Linked DNA regions of Danio rerio: region 2 is linked to region 1. The links are chromatin contacts, called in public Hi-C maps. All regions are on one chromosome and are shown on one strand. Each heading gives the region's core, a stretch centred on a gene start, on an enhancer-like site or on the middle of the called end of the contact. The rest is flanking DNA. Distances are from core to core; before and after follow the strand shown.

Region 1 (3,900 bases), core at 411-2,910:
TATATTGGGGTGGCCAAAGGGGTGGCCAAAGGGGTGGCCAGAGTTTACCGAGGGGTGGCCGTGGCCACCCCTGGCCACCCCTTGGAGGCGCCCCTGACCTGCAGATCAGTTGGCATTTGACACAGCCATTGAAGTATTGTAGGTATCACCACTGTAGGACTTATTTTTATGTTGTTTATCTTATTGTCTTGGCATCTACATCAGCAACCCATCCAAAACCACTATTAGTTGTGCAGTATACTCACTTTCCCAAGAGTTCTCCTTTAATTGAAAGAGTCTCAGTTTACTCCCTTTAGTACTCAATCTTTAGGTGTTTTTTTATTTCAAAATTTCCTCTGCATTTCTACCTGCAGCACTGAGACTGAGAATGATTATGTGCCGTACGCTCCATATTTCATGTTTTTGAACTGATATTTTATTTTCATTTTTTAAACCAATATGCTAATGCTTTGTACACTGTACAGCTGTTAAATATAACTGGTCTTAGCATTGTGCAGTCTATTATTTTTAATGATTATTGACTTGCTCCCACATATACCCCTGCCATTTTTCTGTTATTGTATTCACGTGTCTTACATAAGTTCCATCCATACTCCAAGCATTCAATATTAATCAATATTTTGGTCTGATCTCAAGCCTAGGCAAATAAATGAGAAAGCACCAATCGGAGGCCGCATTCTTATGATGTCATGGTGTAGACTTTTTACAAAGTATTTTTCAGTAACGTTATTTTAAAAATACAAGACACTTAAGTATTTTGATACAAAATATTAACCCTTTTTCATAAACCCTATCAAATGCAAATTACAAAATACTATTTTGTATTTGAAAATACGGAATTGAAATATAAGTATCATAAATACTGGCCATCCCCGATCACAGCCATCTCACATGATAATGTTTTAAATATTTCACATGTTCCACACATATCACATGTGATTTTAACAGGATTGCACATGTGAAGCTCATGTGGCTTTTCTGTGAGGGTAATGCATTTTGCTGAATACACTGAATTAATTCATAATGTGCTCCAAAATATAACCAGACCTAAATTTCTCCCGCAGAGTGCCTGTGAAGGGAGTTTTTGTTGATACAAAGTTAAATATTCACATGCACAGTTGAATTTGGTGTAAACAATGTTGGGCAAGACACACATACTGTACATACAATTCCAGAAACAAGACGGATGTAAATGTGACATAAAGTGAATACAGGTTATTCTTTTTAAACATTTGCACATTTGATTCTTTGTGTTTTTTTTTTTGTACAGAACTGTATCCGAGACATCACTGATGCCCTTATAGCAATGTGTGAGGACAGACAGGAGGACAAGGAATCAGCTGTGCTCAGCAACTCCCAGATCGTTCACAGTGTCATTGACATCTTCGGAGCTGGTGAGAGACCCATATTGTGCTTTCGGATGTATAACAGACAGTGTTTTTCTCTACAAGTCCTGAAATTATGAACATGAACAACATAGCTGTTACATAAGGTAAAAATGTATTACCTGTCCTGCTATATTTCATATCGATTTTAGACTCTTTTAGTCAGACATAACCACATGCCCTCCAAGGCTGCATTGCGCTAATAGGTTTGCTTGTTGTAAACATGCATTTACATCCAGACCAGAACCAGATGTTTTTGCTGGCTCTATGTTGCAGTCACAGGGGAGGCACTGCAGACTCTCCTACCAGAGTCAGACCTTCAGTTCTTCTGAGAATTTGATTTAGATGCATGTTTTTTATCGGCTCTTGGCTCAAGCTATTCATTCTTGTCTCAGTTTATGCATCTTGGTTGTTCTAGTTCATTAAAGAGTATTTAACAACCCGCCCTGAGGAGCTCAAACTGCTAAGTTTCAATCTTTTAGCCTGAGAACATTGTTTTTTTACCCAGCAATACATCTTAGTTGGTAAATGTGACGTGTCTTGGGGACTTTATAAATTTTGACTATTGCTTTTTCACTCCTTGTAGGTTTTGACACCATCATCACTGGTTTGCAGTGGAGTCTATTATACCTGATCAAGTTTCCAAACATCCAGGATAAAATCGTCCAAGAGATAGGTGAAGACTCAACAAAACAACATTCTGGAAAAAAAGTTTCCCATCATGCATGTCCCTTTCTTAAACTCTGTTTGGAGAAATTGGATCTGCATTAGCTGTGAAGTGTGGTCTGCTTTGAGACAGAAACAGGAAACCAAAAATAATACACAATTTGATTTACAGTTTTGAAGGCAGAGTTTAAAAGATTTAGGACCTAAGGAGAACTAAGCTTGTTTTTCATGTGGTCTCCCTCTATTTTGGCCTTTTGGAAAAGAAAGAATTTGCCATAAACAGGAAATTATTTTGTCTAAATGAGATATTATCTACAGGGTTACTCAGAAGTGGCTGCAACCAGAGACATCTGAAAGAAATTTAGGGTAATCTGTTGAACTGATGAAGATGTAATGCATATTATTTAGATTTTCCTTTCAAACTGAGTGTATTAAGCCTGTTCTAGACTTTCAGTTCATTTTTTAGCAAATGTAAACGGCAAAATTACACCAAGCATGATTTTTGACATATTTTTCTTAAGCTATATGTGGCTAAATACAGTGTTGGGGTAACATGTTATAAGTAATGTGTGTTACGTAATATTATATCCAAAGTAATGAGTAATATAACACATTACTTTTAATAATAGGTCATATTATTTGAGTTACTTTTTAGAAAATGTGCACAAGTTGCTTTTTACCCTGGTTAATTAGCTTTTACAAAATATATTGTGGAATAAAAATGACCTCAGTCAGATTGAATCCCACACTCAATGGGAGAGCGTCCTGCGAGGGGACATTCGGCTCGCACTCATCATTATCATCAGGTCTCGTTTTTCACAGCAGATGAGTCATTATACAGTTCTAGTAACTGAATAGCTCAGGATATGGGTTTATTTATAGTCAGAGGGGGGTATCTGGTATGTTAGTACTTACTGAAGACGCAAACCATTTCTTGACAACTCCGTTCAATTTAAAGACGTGTTTTAACTGTTTCACTTAGAAGATCCGTTCTATTGATTCGTTCGCAAATAGGCCATCATCACTAAAGACAGTCAGAAACAAAAACTATGGCAGGCTGGAGACTTAATTTTTGCAATGGATTCTTGCTATTTTGAACTCATTGAAGAAAAGAAGCGGATAAGTGTAGATTATGTTTAAGCAGTGCTTACTTTGTAAATTGGGAGGTCCCTGGAACAGATCGGGGTAACAGAACCGGCATGTTCTTAGAAGAGGGAGAGGTGTCGCGGACGAAAGCGAAGAGGGTTGGGGATTCGCGGAAGAAAGTGAAGAGGTGAATTGGTAAAATGAGGTTAAAAAATATAAGCCCTATGTTTAAGTAAAACTCTTGACAACTGTAAGAAACACGAGATTGAAAAAAAAAAACGGATGCGAAGCCCTATGTTCGCACCCCACCTCCAGCTAAACAACAAATGACTGACGTTAGTTCACATTTTACAGGTAAAACAATTAGTTCAACTAAAATTAAAAAAAAATGGTTATTGCTTTAAGTATAATTTTGGGAAAGTTGTCTCAATAAAAACAAGTCTCAGAATTTATTTGAGCGGATCACATTGCATGTGGAAAATCTCAGAATCGATGCAGAATCATTTCTCGATCAATTTATTGCCACAGCTCTAACTTTGGCCATCAAACACTGTTGTTGAAAGGTCTAAAAGACCCATTTGTTTCAGCTTTGTAAAAGCAAATCCACTTTACATTCCGTTCCAACGGTTGAGGACAACATTGTATTTATTCTTTTGAGTGTGCCAAGGAACCTTCTGAAGCCAAAAATCAGATATATTGATGAGTGTACAGTAAGTGTTCATTCACAGACATTCATACCAAACTTGGCCATTAATCAGAGCAA
Region 2 (3,900 bases), core at 740-3,239, 37 kb before region 1:
ATTCTCAGATCCTTCAGATTCTTCAACATGAAAACATCTGTTACAATGAATGAAAGCACACTATTTCACCCACACTTTGATATTTTGCTTTGACAAACATTATTTGAAACATTATGATATACACGTTGCTTGCATTTAAGGTACATTTTTATATATAAAATCAGTTTTATACATTTTATCTGATGCAGATACCAGAACAGGACATCTCATCTTCAATCCTTGTGTTTAGATATCATGAGAGCCACTTTGATTATTGTAATCTTTGATCTGCCCTGTATCCTGGCGTTTTGTTTCCTGGCTTTCGCAGCTCGGCTTTAGACCTTGACTACCATTTACTGTAGTCAAGGAGTCATTTGATTCCTCCTGTAGAAGCAAAGCACCTGTTAACAGAGACCCACTGACAGTCAGGTGTGCCATCAGCACTAGATGCTCCGCGAGTCTCAGTAGCACATCTTATACTGGCAAGATGCCCCGCAGAAAAAGTGATATTGAGATAACCATGGATGATGGTAAGTATATTTATGTTTCTAAAGATTGTTAAATAATTTTCTTGGTTTGTTGAATAATTTTGAGTGAGTGTGCAGAGCTACTTTCAGACTCTTACATGTGTGTTTTTTTTTTTTGCTAAATTATTTGCATGTTAAAACTACTTACTTAAAAAGTGCTGAATCAACACCATTCTTTTTTGGGGGGACAACTTAGTGGTTTTATTTTCAATCCACTTACATTTGTAAAAAACACTTAAGTTAATTTTATCAGTTTGTGTTGGGACAACAGGAAAAATATGTCTATGGCACACAGCATTTTTACAGGGATTTACACTTTGAAAACGTTTATGTCATTTTGACCACAGTGTGGCTCATGACGAAAGCTATATGTGACCTATTATTTAACAGTAGAATTAAGGCTATGTTACGTCTGCAAAGCTTGTGAAAACAAAAAAATATAGCATACTTTTATTTACTTTTAATGCTTTTAATATATAGTAGCTTATTTATTAAGAAATGTTGAATGTCACAGTTGTAAAAATAAAAAAAATATTTATAAAAAACAATATCCTATTTAATGACAAAATAATAATAATGATAATAAGAAATAATATTAATAATAATTATTATTATTATTATTACTGTTTTTAATAAGTAGCCCATCATAAATTACAACCATAAACAATTAATATGATTTTTATAAGAGATTAGAATGTTAGCCAAGTAGTTTCATGTTTTAACATAGAATATTCTCAATAATATTTGTAAAGGGAACATTGGCTCTATATGTGCCGTTTACATATATTTAAGTTAAAATAGAAAATGAGTGCACGTTTTTACTAAAACTAATATTGGACTTTATTAAGTGGGTGTGTGTGTGTAAAAAAGTATAATTTTATACAAAAAACTATGGTCATTTTCTCCAAAGAAGTTGTTAGTCCGCTCAGTTTAGAGCGTCATTATGGAGGTTTTACACAATAAAAAGGGTTCAAACAATGGATCTGCAACAGACGAACTACGGGTTTGGGGGAACACTCCTCACTACATGATTCTTTTCCCAAACGATGAATCGTATTATGATAGTTCAGCCACTAGTTATGTCATTGTTTGGAAAATGCACCCCAGATAGTGTTTATAGTCTTATGCAGTTCAATTAAGGATTTTAGTGCTGATTATTATTCATAATTGCAGTGCTCAGCATAATTGAGTAATATTGTAATAGCTATAAAATTGTATAGCTTCCTATTAAAATATTAATTTAAAAGATAGATTTGTGAGGGGTGTACTTGTATGCTGAGCACTGTATGTGTTTCTGTTTTTGTAATTAAATGCTTGATAATTATTCCTTTTTAGAAAGTCAATATAATATAATATACGATAAGTGCTTTAATGATTAATATTAACATGCATTAATGTAATGTATTTTGTCATAAACTGCACTTAGTTGACAGGAATTTAGAGTTATTGTCTTTCTGAGTTATTTTAAGTATCACAAATGAAAAAAAAATGCATAAAACCTGATTATTAATATAATCTTTGTATGTGTGTTTTACAGTTGGGATGGAAATGGATGCAGAATTTGATAGTGGAAGTGATGGTAAGATTTGAAGATGGTTGAAACTATAATCACCTTTGTTATTTTATTGTAAAAATATTATTGAAATATCATTTCATTCATATTATTTATAACAGTGTTTCTTTTTAAAATGACTACAATTTATTTTGAATTTCATTTAATAACATAATTTACAATATTATGAATTGAATCTATATAATAATGTGATTGGGGCGACGTTGTGGCGCAGTGGGTATCACTATTGCCTCACAGCAAGAAGGTCGCTGGTTCGAGCCTCACCTGGGATAGATTCTGTGTGGAGTTTGCATGCTCTCCCTGTGTTCGCGTGGGTTTCCTCTGGGTACTCCGGTTTCCCTCACATGTCCAAAAACATGCGGTATAAGTGAATTGGGTTAGCTAAATTGTCCATAATGTATGTGTGTGAATGAGTATGGGTGTCTCCCAGTGATAGGTTGCAGCTGGAAGGGCTCCCGCTGTGTAAAGCATATGCTGGATTAGTTGACCGTTCATTCCGCTGTGGCAACCCCTGATTAACAAAGGGACTAAGCCAAAGAGATAAATAAATAAATAATAATGTGATTAAATATTTTATTATTGTTATTTTTATATAAATTTTAAATTCTTTAAATATTTCTTGAATCACAGTCAGTTTTTCTACCTATCTATTTCTTTGCAGTGGACTCAAAAAGAAGAGCAAAAGGCAGGAATAAACCAAAACCTGCGGCGCGAGGAAGGAAAGCCAAACCAGCAGACAGTGTGGAGGAGAGCGAAGAAGAGGAGGATGAATCGCCGCGCAAGAGGAGAGGCCGGAGGAAGAAGCAAGAAGACGAGGATGAGAGTGAGGAAGAACAGAAGGGAAGAAGAAAGAAAGCTGTCAATTCCAGGAAGAGAACAGCAAAGAAAGACGAGTCAGAGGAGGAGAGCGAAGAGGAAAAGGGAAATAAAAGGAGAGGTGGGAGGAAAGGAGCAACTAAGAAGGAGAAAGAGGAGGAGAATAACAAGGAGAAGAAAGGGAATGGCAAAGCCGGAGGAAAAGGAAGTAACGATAAACATGATGATAAGGATAAAGATAAGAAAAAGAACAAAGGCAAAAATAGCAGGTGCAGTATTCTCTAGTCTCCCTCTTCATGCCACACACACACACACACACACACAAAGAGTGCCGTTCAACAACCTCATTACCTCAGAATTTTTATTAAAACAGCCATATACATCTATTGCCATAAAATAATCTTGAATATTCTCAGTTGTTCATATTACATCATAAACTTGAATATCAAGTAGCAAAAGACAGCTATGAAACTAAGATTTATAATCACATTTGTCAATAATATCTCTAAGTGATTGTTGTGATTGTTTAGGGGTGTAACAGTGCAAGTTTTGAATTGATAATTACAGGTATTTTGATTTGGCTACACAATTACAGGATTGTTTTAAAAGCAAATAACCATTAATAAATAATAATTGATTTGATGCTCGTTGATGCCATATAGGTGTCTTACAGTAGCAGAGCGCAAGTAAACATGATCATTTATTCCTTTTTACTCATGATAGTATGAAACAAACATGATTTGTGTTTATTTTATACTGTAACTACACTCTAAGCCCGGATAAGATTACTTAAAAAAAAAAGAGGAAACTGGTTGCTCTAAAAGATTTAAGTAATGCATACTTAAAAAACCTGAGTGAGCTCTACTTAAAAGATAAGAGTGGTTCTAATATGCATTATAAGTTGAATAGATTTAATGCTTTAAATCAGTGTCAGTTTACTCCACTTATCTTTTTAAGTGCATTAAAACGCACACAAAAGTAATACACAGGGTTGTTTTTATTTAA

The links. Hi-C and Micro-C count contacts between places; a contact is called where the count stands out from the background.
Region 2: a contact with region 1 is called in a Hi-C map of embryo, with 1.6 times the contacts expected there. The contact joins the promoter of tmc2b here to the enhancer-like site in region 1. A contact is called at or near these places in 3 of 18 Hi-C or Micro-C datasets (all in embryo).

The regions. Positions count from the first base shown.
Region 1 is chr5:26,223,886-26,227,785 of GRCz12tu, reverse strand. cyp1d1 (cytochrome P450, family 1, subfamily D, polypeptide 1) reads left to right here. Exons shown (of 8, transcript NM_001007310.1): 4 at 1,271-1,394; 5 at 1,972-2,061. Among named protein-coding and RNA genes, the nearest start is that of cyp1d1, 9.6 kb to the left of the region's middle. Within about 2 kb of position 1,660, at least 6 of the 62 cell types and tissues checked have an H3K27ac peak or open chromatin away from gene starts, as enhancers often do.
Region 2 is chr5:26,260,977-26,264,876 of GRCz12tu, reverse strand. tmc2b (transmembrane channel-like 2b) reads left to right here and starts at 1,989. Exons shown (of 20, transcript NM_001302223.1): 1 at 1,989-2,085; 2 at 2,741-2,986; 3 at 3,181-3,193. The coding sequence starts at 2,029.